2 separate regions of the Bombyx mori genome follow, and region 1 is linked to region 2. Evidence: chromatin contacts called from public Hi-C data. All regions are on one chromosome and are shown on one strand. Each heading gives the region's core, a stretch centred on a gene start, on an enhancer-like site or on the middle of the called end of the contact. The rest is flanking DNA. Distances are from core to core; before and after follow the strand shown. Region 1 holds the start of myc (c-myc). Region 2 overlaps LOC134199745 (a long non-coding RNA gene).

Region 1 (6,739 bases), core at 1,125-3,624, 290 kb before region 2:
TTTAATTAATACCTGATGAGTGTATGCCCGAAGAACTAAAAAAATCAAAAGCAAAGAGTATCTAATGTCGAAATAATTATAAAAAGTTTTTAAAATATTTAAAACTGCATTGAAAAAGTTTGCACGCAAGGGGGGTGTTGACCCCTTTTTATTTACAAACACGACGATGGTACAACTGTATCTCTGAAGTGTCCACCACGGAGCTCGGAACTAGACTGAAGTCTGGATGCGAAACCAAACTATTTAAAAGAGTGTATTAACCTTGGGCATTATCCCATTTTTACTTTAATAATTAGTCGCCCGGAGCGTCCGGGTGCTTTTCCGGAATTCAATACCTGGGGTGGGACAATACTGCTCCCGCCATTTTTTTGTAGACTCCGTCAGGTAAAGATTTTTTTCTTTTTCTTTAGAAATGTTTTTGTTTACCAGCTCAAGTTGGCGCGAAATGAATGTTTACTAATAAAACAATTGCCAGTGTTATTTTCCTGTTATCGCGTTAGCAATATGTTTGAAATTACGAGGATACGTACATGCATAATTAATTATAATTTGAGAATTATCATTAAGTGTATTTTAATCTATGGGATATAAAGTTACGTTGTCTTGTTAAAACTTGAGAAATATTTAATTTCATAATTTTTGGAAATACAGTCAAAACCGTTTACTGCGACATCGTTTAATACAACATACCGGTTATAATAACCAAGAACAAAGGTCCCGGCTGAATGCCATATGACCGCCTTATTAAAAATATTGCTTTCTACGACATTGGTAATAACGACATACCTCATAAAACGACCACATTTAACTAATATTTCGGAGAATTAGATCTGTTAGAACGACCGGCTAAGCTGTATTGTAAACAATTTGAATAGGTATCCACATTTGTCTTCAATGGCTTTTAAAATCAGGAAAGAAAACAATAGGATTTAGTTAAGTGTAGGGTCTTTTCTAATTCTTAGAAACAAAACACGTGCATGCGGTAGTCAAAGCCCACTTCTTCATATCTCTTCAGTTAGTTTGTTACTTATCTATACACAAGACGCACCAAAACTTTGTGGAGTTATTCGTGAAACTTTCAAAATCTCGCAAAGAAAAAGAAAACAAGTTAATATTGAAGAAAAATCGCGTATTATGTAAATATATTTTTCCAATAATTCCCTATCGATTTGTTTGTACTTGCACGATACACATTAAACTTCACCGGTTGTTACGACTATCGGTTTTTACGACTGAATATGAGCAGTCCCTTCGATGTCGTTATAACAGATTTTGACTGTATGTGTTTTCATAAAGTTATGCAATTTTCATACTTAATCGTAAGTTATGCAATTTTCATAATTAATCGTCGTGTCCGAGGATATTGACTTGTGTTACATTACATTTTAGTTTTTTTTTTTATAATTCTTGTTTGGTTGTTTAAATAAAATATTAAGAATATTTCAGTAACCGGACATACATAGCTACCAGGTTTTCAAATTACCTTATATTAACACAACTACACGATTTAGTTATTTTTTGCCTTTACACCATATAATATTTTCTATGTGAAACTTCAATAAGATTACTTACATTTATTATTTTGAAGTTGGTACATTTTTATTTAATATATATTTATATGTATGTTAGGTATATATTAGTAATTTTTCATTAATATCCGTTATACTTAGACAATTATTGTAAATAAATAATGCAGTCATTTATTATTTAAATTTTTAAATGAACCGAACTGATGAGAAGCGTTACACTTAAAGATATTTCTTGATAATTTATCATCGAACAATCATAAAAATGGAATGAGTGACAAGCATCTTCATAAGTAAAAAAAGATGGCATCTTTTAAAAATACCCGCCAAAGTGCAAAATTCCTAAGTTCCTATGTAATCTATGGGTTATGTAAAAAAAACTTACTAAATAAGAGAATATAATAAAACGAATCGAATAAAACGAATTTTGGCGCTGGCATTTCGCAGAAAAACCCATTATACCCATGACTCTAACTTGCCGGCAACGCCCCGCCTTGCCGTGAAATAAATATTAATTACCCACTTTTTCACTTCTACTTATTTATTAGAAATCACTGTGTAAATCATAAAGACTGAATGAATTGATTGTTAGAACACTCACCAAAAAGTTTGTGCAAAATGCGATCCGACCGCGGCCGGTGAATTACACAATTTTACACAAGATAATTCAAAATCTTCGACAAAGTTTTTTCCGTACACACTGCGTAACACTCACTGAGAATATGCGGTCGGTTATACAGCGTAAATTATTAAAAACGATACTTCTTCCGAGACCTCCGATTGAGTTTGTCAAACACTGAAACATTATTCGGGAGCCGGCCGGTTCGAACGAAAGCCGCGCGTGCAATTCGGTTGATGCCGTGGACACGACTATTCTAGCGGGCCCCGTAGCGAGCGGTGGTCTGCGACTCGTGCCTCCGCGACCCGCGCCCGCTGACACGGCGTCAGTCCCCCCACTCCGCGTTCCGGCTAATTCTATGTCATTCACGAAATACACTGAAAATACGTTCTCTGTCCACACGTTTATTTAAGAATTACACTCGTATGTCCATTTACATCTTATCTCCAAAAAACTACACTGTAATAGCTTTAATTTACAGTAAAATTGCGATATGTTGATCGGCGTCTCAGGGGGAGGAGGGGTAGTTCAAAGAAGGAAATCAGCGTAGCAGCCTTTAAAGATGTGTTGGTGTATTGTCGATGTGTGCGTATTGCGAGTAGCTCGAGAAGTCGACGAAGCACCTCTAGGCAAGCGACCGAGTCGTTTGGAACGACTGAGACTCAAGCGGCTATAGTCGCACGTCGGTCGGAGTCACTTCACTTGGCCGGCGGCCTCGTTCACGGTAGATTGTGCGTGCCTATGGTTTTAGCACTGCATATATCGAAGCCAGTCGATCGACATTCCTAAAGTTAAGCTTATGGCGCGAACCAGAAATTCCTGAGCGATTTTGATGAATTGATGTACATTTTGTAGATAGCCCACACGATTGCATATATTCATTAGCTCTGAAACACTGAATGTATTTATTACAATATAAATTTGATACAAATGTTTGAAATATTTTTCTTACAAAGTTATATAGCTTTTTCGAGATTAAAACTCCGAGTCCGTGAAAACTAAAATTCAATATAATGTGACTGTAAGCTTTTGAATTTTAAAACGAGTTTAAATCCTAATGAAAACTTGGCACTTTACATATTCTTTTGATAGTACAATATCCATACCTAAGTCATACCCATTCTTACAATACCTCATTTAATGACAACTTAATTGTTGTAATATTATTTATCGGATTTAAATTTTTTATAAACAACTAGAACGGAATGTTCAAAAGTACATTCGTAATTTTTAATAAAACAAACATTTTAGCAACTACTACCCTGTACTACGCACACGTACCAAACCGGGAACAGAATAGGTACAGTAATCCTGTTTTTAACCAACCCTATATACCCGCCGCAGAGTTCAACGACCCCGCATTCCACGCATTGCATTCCCTCCAATAAAAATTTTGCGACTCTGAACTTAACGGCTTGTATAAGTATCTCGTAATTTTTAGGTACAACGCCATAAAATAAAGGAACAAATTAGTAATGTTTCTAAAAATAAATATTTTTGGTCCCTAATGGTAATGCGAAAAATTAAAATCCGTTCAATATAACCGAATATGAACAGTATCTACGTAGTCGTTTGCTTATTTTTATCTACTTAAGGTTTTATTTACTTTGATCTTCAGATAGCACTGTTTAGATTTACTAGAATGCAGATTGTTGTTTTCTAAGTATCCTCATAGATGGCGTTGACCGGCCAATGCCTGTTGTAAGTCGATATGTTTGGTTAAAAATTCACTATTATTTTTAACCAAGCTATAAATACGAGAATATGCATTTAGTATATTCACATTTGTATCGTTTATTGAAATGTATTTTGTATCTAAAAGCTACTTAAAGTCGAAATGTTAAATTCATGTCAAATCATTACAATTGTAGAAATAATTACTTCCTACTTCTATTTCAAAAAGGCCTACCCCTAAATCATCTTTGGAAACCTAATTTGAAAAAAGCATTAAGACTTATTTTTTTTATCGCGAAAGCTACATTTGAATCGGATCAATCTCTCAATACGCGTAACCCTTCAACCCTTTATTAATTTCACATTAAAATTTGTGCATCCCTTTTATTATGAAATAAATAGATACACAGGAAACTCAGAATACGTGCTTCCGAAAAAAAGGGTTGACCGAAAAAGATCGCTTTACATGTATAAAAAAAGCGTCCTATTTAATGAGCAAGCATACTACGATTTTGATCTTCATTCCTTCAACAATAAGTGTTATATTTAAGAAAAACATTATCTGACTTCATTATTTGAATTTTTTCCGTTACAAATGTCTAGGGCTGTTACGTCAATTTTCATTATGTGTCTCTTCATTATTTTGACAAGTTAACGGTTTTGACAGTCAGTGCGAGTATTAAAATGGAAGCTTGTAATCTACCGCAAACCGTGACATTGTCGATATTTTAATTACACATGAATAATATAATTATGTCATCGAATTTCGATCTGCTTACATAACAAATACTGAATAAATAACTTTGATATCTTTACGATAATGTTTTAGCTTTAAACATGTTTATCATTTGGCTCAATAATTACGTATATTTCATAATTAGAATATGACTTTTAATTTAAATCAATCATAATTATTTTGTCTATGAAACTGGAGATTGAGTTCTGAATAGTGAAGGGAGCGAAGAACTATGCATGTGTTGTACTGAAGCCACTTTATGGCTAAAATCTCAAAACATTTACGGGTCAAATCATTAATATCACACGGCAATTACTGTAGTGTGGTACAAACGTTAATGATTAGCGTTATCAGTATTAATTATGTAATTGAAAATGAATTGAAGCACAATTATGTTATTAAACATTATGATTCGGTTGTGAAGTACCTATGGCGTCATCGAACTTTCAATGAATAGACAGACACTAAAATATCATTATATGTATATACTTTTCGCATTGAATCTAGAAAATTTGAACGATATCTATATATTAATACGTGAAGCAAAAACTTTGTATCCCTTTTTACGAAAATTGCGCGGACGGAGAAGTATGAAATTTTACACACTTATAGAGAATATAGAGAAGAAGTGCACAATGCTAATATTGTTTTTAAATAATGCAAATAAGATATATTAAATCAATAAAGAAAACATTACACACACTACATACCATGTATTTGACGCACACACGCATGCATACTATTAATTGTCAAACTTTTGTTCTTGACGTCTGTGGTCAAATTGAGAATAGATTAAATATTGTTTGTCTTTGTTACTATTTTTTATAGTGTAGTCTTGGCGAAATTTGTGATTATAGAAGTATAAAATACAATCATAATAGTGTACAAACTTACAATTCCAAATAATTATAGTCGAATTTCGACTACTGCGGAACCTCTAGTAATTTTAAATTCGCCCGTCACTTAAATTGTAATAAGTTTTTAATTATCAACAGTATGTAAACGTGGAGTGTTCAAAGTGGCCAGCTTATAACAGAGTAAGCCATATGTTTTAGTGTCTACTAAAGCAAATAACTTACTTATAATCCATTCCATTTCACTAGCAGTAATTTTGACTTCATCAGACCTCGGTTCGCGGCTAGATGTAACCTAGTAGAACAGTACGTATCCAGATATCGTTCTTCCCACGCACGTGCAATGGAACGAGATCTCGTCTGCAATATTTCCTGAGCGTTAAAACAAGTCTTTAATCAAAGGGATTACAGGTTAGCATATGAAATGTTTTTATGAGCACGGACTCAGTTCGCTGAGTGCTAAACAGCTTTGCAGAGCTCCTATGAGCATATGTCTATAAATAGCCACTTTAATGCGTTGTGTAATGACAAAAAAACGCTTGCAACACATCCCTATTGCCAGCTTTTAAATGGTATGCATGGTATAAAAAATTATATGTTTATAAATAAATTATAATAATTATGATGATTTCGTTTATAATCCCTGTATTACTACGACTTTAAAATCATTTCCCTACCTGTACCTAAGTATTTATAATAATTTAATCTCCAAATGTCACCCCTAGAGAATTAAAAAAAAAAACAGCGTGGGATTTGGTAACCATTTATACGTGAAGAGATTACGTACATTATATTGAGTGACGCTTTCAAAGCCCTCTTTATTGTATTGCAAAATGTTTTTTTGTAGATAATGTTGAGTAGTTGTAGCTATACTGAGACTTTAGAACTTATATCTCAAGGTGGGTGGCGCATTTACGTTGTAGATGTCTATGGGCTCCAGTAACCACTTAACACCGGGTGGGCTGTGAGCTCGTCCACAAATATAAACAATAAAAAAAAAAATTTTTAAAGTAATGACCTCACCTTTCACATTATAAACTACTAGCGACCCGCCCTCGCTTCGCTTCGGAAACATTAAAACACACATGAAACCAGAAAAATAAACTATTTTTTTTTTTTTAAAAGTAGCCTATGCTCATCAGGGACAATGTCGGCTTCTAATGGAAAAAGAATTTTTCAAATCGGTCCAGTAGTTTCGGAGCCTATTCGAAACAAACAAACAAACAAATCTTTCCTCTTTATAATATTTAATTTAATATTTAATATAATATTAGTATAGAAAATTGTTTGTTCGCTAATTTCAGATGGTTTGCTTTAATATAACGACGTG
Region 2 (6,557 bases), core at 267-2,766:
TCCTTTTTTTGTTTATCTATTGCTAGTAGCCTCGAGGGGTTATGCTAGTTTCACCAAACGTGTAGGAGACACGGAGCTCACGGGACTCAGCTTGGGACACTTTGCTAACAGCGGCCCTGGAAGGAGCAGTGCTTTGCTGAATCTACTGCTGGATCGGAATAGCGACCCACTGAGAAGATCCGACGAGAAACTCAGCGGGTTGTGACTATGACTAGTTCGTCGTAATCGACGAGTTCGACGGTGCTTTCCTAATGCCTCATGCCTAAAAGCACCGAGAGTGGATCGGAAAGATCCGGGGTTTTGCACGACGGCGTCTGTTGGCCGTCTGCTCCTTCTCTAATCGATCGCTAATTGCCGAGCATCGTGATGCGGGCGCATCGGCCCGAGACATGTTCTAATAATCTGTAACTAGTTTCGCCGGTCAGTTGTGTGCAACCTGGACACGAGACTGAGCGACGCCTACGCCAGAGTGAGGTCGCACACTTGATCACTCGCAACTTTTCGAGCTCCGACCCTTAGGTTGTTTTCCTTCATGCTTTTTCCTATATATCAGCTATATCAGCGTTACCCTAACGTATAGATGAGCTCTCGGGACTCAAACCGGAGGTGATGCTGACACTGGCGCTAGCAAGAGCAGCGCTTCGCAAAATCTATCACCGGATCAGAAAACCAACCCACTGAGAAGATTCGGCGAGAAACTCAGTGGGCTGAGTCTGTGGGTTTATTTACTCGGCGAGCCCTTCGCAAGCGAGGGGTTCGGCGAGGACGGTGACCGGTGATTGAGGCACTTAAAAGCACCAGTATTGGATCATGAGGATCCGAAATGACACGTTTAGGGTATCATTTTTCACTTTACGGAACTATGAGTCTCTCCATGTATTCTTGCTATATGATCCAAATACTAGAGCACTCTGTGTAGACATATGGTGGATAGATAGTCTCTGGTCAATTTTTGCTCGTTGGGAATGGAAGCGTTCGTTCGGATGGCCCTCCATGGAACGCGCAATACGGTCCAGCACGACATCTCAAACACGTTTATGCGTCGTCTGACAAACCTCTATTAAGTTTCAAGACTCGATGGCATACAGACAGATAAGGAAAATGAAGATTAAATATTTGCACTTTCGTCTTCTTGACCCGTACTCAAGAAGAATGAAAGTGCAAATTTTTAAGTTCTTCGGAATCTCTTGATATTGTGTTAAGTAGGCCAGTGGACTGAAAATTTGAATAGACAATTAAAAAAAAAAAAACAATTAAGTACTTATAATATTTTCCTACAAATTCTTAAAGTTTACGTCGTTTAGATTTAAAAAAACTTAAACAAGTTACTTAATAAAATAATCGTATACATAACATATCGAAAACAAAACGTTTTAAGACAACGATAAATTAACTTTATTATATAGAGCCATATCGATGAAAATAGGTTTATTAAGCAGCTTATTAATAACAAACCGACCGCATGCATACAGCTTGTAATCTCTACCGACGAATGTTTATTTATGTTATTCGTAATTGAATGAGGTCGCTCTGTGTATAATAAATATGACCGATGCTGGAATGTCTTTAATAGTTTACGGCAGACTGGCTGAAGCCCGTCGCGTACATTGCCACGCGAAATATATGTTTAATGACTTAAGAATGCATTACTGATTATAACTAGTTAATAGTTTTTTTTTATTGCTTACGATGGGTGGACGAGCTCACAGCCCATCTGGTCTTAAGTGGTTACTGAAGCCCATAGACATCTACAACGTAAATGCGCCACCCACCTTGTGATATAAGTTCTAAGGTCTCAGTATAGTTACAACGGCTGCCCCACCCTTCAAACCGAAACGCAATACTGCTTCACGCAGTGAGGTGAACCTAATCTGGTCAAAGTAGCTGGTAAGGAATGGATGCGAGAGGGAAGAGACTGAAAAGAATGGAGTGCACTAGAGAGACCTACACTCGGCATTGGACGGACATAGGTTGAAGAGAAGAAAAATATGTCTGGACCAGTTGAATCTAAGGATCATAGGTGATAATAGTCGGTCTGGCTATCGGCAACGAGATATAAATATGCAACCACCATAGCCAACTCAAGTTTACCACTACTTCCTCATCATTATATTTTCGTAACTAAATTCCTCTAACCTTTTTTTTCCCTACGTATCCTTGAGATACTGTGTCAGCGTTGTCCTAGCGTGCCTGACTGAAAAAATCCGGCGAGAAACTCACAGGGCCCCTCATCTTGAGTAGCGTTATTTAAATCCGGATCGTTTGTAATAACGTTCTGTTTAATTCCACCACGAGCGATAGCGAGTTTATTATTACCACTTAACATATCTTCAGTATTACTAAGGGAACATTAAAACTAACATTACGGATGTAGAGTAAAGAGCCTTTTTTCACTTCAAAAAGTTCTCAGCGATGGATAGCGGATTGAGCCTGCCTCAGATATCCTTAATACTCACGAAAAACAGCTACCTTAACTTGCCTACTCATTATTAATAATTGTGAAGCCGCAACAGGTTTCTTCCGAAGAAATACACCTCACACATTAATTAATCATGCACGACGTCCGTTGATTCATTCTTAATATTCAGATAACAATATCAGAGACAAATTAAGTACGGATAATATAATTGTTCACAATAACGAGGCGTGTCGAGTTCAAAAAATGTGACTAAGTACATAATTTATATAGAAATATAAAATAATAATGAATTCTCATGATTGGTTTCGATCGACACAGGAAAGCCATTTCGAGATTGTTACATTTCTATCAAATAACTAAGCGCGTTAAGATGCTTGGAATAGAGGAAAAAAAAACCTACTATCTCACATGATTTGGTCGGAGCGTGACGCTAATCGTCTGAGACAAAAGGTTAAATCGTTTTGTTTCAGGTAATAATTACTTAAACGGAGATAGAATATGGAAACTGTGTATCACAGCTTTAAAGTGGGTGCGAACATTCACACTGAGTGGTCCATGGGCTCTGATAACCGCTTAATACAAAGCGACTTGTAACATTAGTTGATAGTTCAAAGAAGCCTCCCCGAGTTAGTGTAACTACTTTCCTGACCTCCATCCATCCGTAATATTCTCTTCAAGCTAAGCGCGTTAAAACGATCACTATACATCTATTAAAAATTATAAATAAATAAATAAAATTGGAGTGTCTGTTTGTAATATTAAATAACCGCTATTTAACAAATGCATATTATGTATACACGGTATATACACCAAAAATGTATTTTTATTATTTTTTGTCTATCTGTCGTTTGTCTGTTTGTTCCGGCTAATCACTGGAACGGCTGGACCAATTTTGATGGGACTTTCACTGATAGGTAGCTGATAATATAAGGAGTAACTTAGGCTACTTTTTTAGACTAGTTTCGCCCTAAAGTATCATCGCGGGGTTCGGTTAGTGGTTTCATATAAAAAGACATTTCAAACCGACGTCAATAAAGTAATAATTTTTTCGCGTCTATTCACTTATATATTTTCTTCTATTTATTAAATAACTCAAAATCCACAAACTTCGTGGATTAGAAAAATATTTGTTAATGAGCTCGTTCGCTTCCGTTTGATACAAAAAGTACGTACCAAATCCCTTCGTTTTCGTGGGAATTACACTACGATCATAATAATACAGCGATTTGGACAATAATGAGATACGTTTTCCAATATACTTAGCCTTTTGGAGCCGTAACAAGAGCGTAGCCTGAGGATGTTTTAAAATATGTTTTTAAACGCTTATAAAGAGATTTGGTGTTAAAAGAATGTTTTAGTTTCAACAGATTAACAAAATTTTACACAATATATGGGCAGACGACGATTTCAGAATCTAGCTGGCATTGAATGATTGATAATTGTGAAATTGATCTCATTTTTCAAGATGGATGCACGTACATGAGCTTGATGTCGGGATAGCTGTGACCTTCTTTGCCGGTCCAGAAAAAAAAGCGTGTGCTTTTCACACATCCTTCTCCTCGCGTCGTTTTCCTCAATACTGAGGGTCGTGACTCCCCCGCTGCATCAGTTTCTCCCGTACGATTTCCCTCCCTCAAATACCGCGGTTGCCGGTCCCAAGCCCGGATGAGATAGGAGGAGGGTTGGTATGGAGGAACACAACCCAACCATAAAAGAAAGCAACGCCGCAAATTGGGCGGCGGTCAATTAACCCGATCCCTCTGACACCTGTTGGAGAGCGGCTCACAGAGACCATGAGGACTTAAATAACCTCTAAAATTCTGCAGTGGAAGGATCTGGGTACCCACCACTAAGTATTTACCCAAGAAAACTCCCTCAACGAACAGTACGATTTACAGATCTAGTTAGTTGAGCGATCTGGCTAACCCCCGGCGCCGCTCGGTAACCGGGCTTTCCACACATAAGTTTTATAATATCTCGCGGGCTGCATCCTATACATATATGTATATGTTTGTCTCTCTTTATTGTCGCTTTATCGTATCATTGAGTTTCAGATCACATCGGTAAAGGAATCCTAACTTCAAATACAGATGCGTTACGGAAATTCATAAATTCCAAAAACAGGGACGTAATTCTATGAAGTGTGAAACAATTTCAAATTTACGATCTTATATGAACGCCCAGTGGTACTGACGCGAGCGCATACAAATCGCTTCATATTAAAAAAAATTAAAATATTGTTATATACTTTCTTTCATTGTAAAGATATGCGTCTTGTCTTCTAGAGTTAAGGTTAACGTTCCACTGTGAACTTAATATACATTTTATTTATAGCATCAAAATGGCGTCTGCAAATTGTCGGCGTAACATTAATACTGTCGTAAAATGGTATTCAAAATAATACAATGAATATTAGAAGTTTTTTTGTATTGCACAATTTTCGTGAAGATTTAATGAAAGCCAGGTTTAATTCGTATACCAAACGCCATGTTATTTTAAATCGCTAGCATTCCAATAGCACCTAACTCAAAGTGATTCACGTACACAATTACATTTTTATAGTTTTTTTTTTTGTATTAACAAATAAATGGTGTGGAAGGGTTAAACGGATGTTTATATGGAAACGGAATGAAACGCGACCAGAGGAAATACTTTATAAGGGCGAACGATCGTAACACAATCGATAATAAAAATCGATTATGGTAAATACGTTACGACGCTAAAGCAGCTGCTAGTTTCGAAACGAGAAAATATTCATGTCGGCGATGTCTACGATTGTTAGAATAAGGCGGTAGTTTTAAATTTTAATCACATCTATACAAGTGGGGACTTTTTGGCGGGAACGTGAGGCGTGAAGTTGTGTGATTTGTTTTATTTTGTCTATTTAGTGTTTTCTCAGGTTTAAATGTGTAATAACGGTAATTTATTAACTGTTTGGTATCTGTGAAAGTGCACAAATGTGGGATAATCAAACAAAGCCGCTGAACTTAACTTTTCGGGATACTCCAAAAAGTCCACTGAAAAAGTCTCAGTAAATGACCACCATTTTACTGAGATTATATTTCATTTCATACCATATCATCTCATCTCATCTCATTTCATTTCATTTCACTTCATATTATCATTTTTCATAAAAATAAGAATATACTTAAATTAAAACAAGACTTGACCTAAAGGTCTTAATTACCAGGTCATAAAATCCCTTAAAAAATCAATACAAGTCTTTAAGAGATTGGTTCACGTGAACCAAATAAGATTTTTTTTTTATTGCTTAGATGGGTGGACGAGCTCACAGCCCACCTGGTGTTAAGTGGTTACTGGAGCCCATAGACATCCACAACGTAAATGCGCCATCCACCTTGAGATATAAGTTCTAAGGTCTCAAGTATAGTTACAGCGGCTGCCCTACCCTTCAAACCGAAACGCATTACTGCTTCACGGCAGAAATAGGCAGGGCGGTGGTACCCACCCGCGTGGACTCACAAGAGGTCCTACCACCAGTAATTACGCAAATTATAATTTCGCGGCTTTCATTTTTATTACACGATGTTATTCCTTCACCGTGGAAGTCAATCGTGAACATTGAACTTGCCATCGGTTGTGTTAATATTTTTTTCCTACCTAATCGCTGGTAGCCTAGGGGGCTATTTCAATTACGCCCGTAAGGGTAGGCGAGCTCACGGGCATAAACTTACGAGAATTTGCCTACACTAGCCCTAGCAAGAGCAGTGCTTCGCTGAACCTACTACCAGATCGCAATTGTGTTAATTGTCGGAGTCGCTGTCATCAGGCACAACGAACATAATAAGTATTTATACTAAGAAAAGCAATGTGCTTATATGAAATACTTTATTTAAAGCGCACCAAGACTTTTTTATCTGAGAACAGAAGTACGCGAGTCTTTTTTTTTAAATAAAAACACAGGTACTTTTTAATAGAAGTGCAGGTAGTTTTTTTGTTAAATTAAAAGCAGGTACGTTACTTGGGTGTGCGTTTTTGTATACCTACTGAAGTTTGCCGGTTGAAATATAGCCGTAAATTTTGCGCTGCCGAAGAAACTAGATTTCTTTGATATTTTTAATAAATAAAAAATGTATCGGACCTTAAATAGGGACACAGGATTTTCTTTTATTTGGCA

The links. Hi-C and Micro-C count contacts between places; a contact is called where the count stands out from the background.
Region 1: a Hi-C map of middle silk gland shows a contact between it and region 2, with 1.9 times the contacts expected there. The contact joins the promoter of myc here to the enhancer-like site in region 2. A contact is called at or near these places in 3 of 7 Hi-C or Micro-C datasets (middle silk gland and whole pupa).

The regions. Positions count from the first base shown.
Region 1 is chr11:18,938,531-18,945,269 of ASM3026992v2, reverse strand. myc (c-myc) reads right to left here and starts at 2,374. Exons shown (of 3, transcript NM_001257008.1): 1 at 2,128-2,374.
Region 2 is chr11:18,646,515-18,653,071 of ASM3026992v2, reverse strand. The region is part of intron 2 of LOC134199745 (a long non-coding RNA gene); the gene reads right to left. Among protein-coding and RNA genes, the nearest start is that of LOC134199745, 5.7 kb to the right of the region's middle. Within about 2 kb of position 1,516, at least 2 of the 8 cell types and tissues checked have open chromatin away from gene starts, as enhancers often do.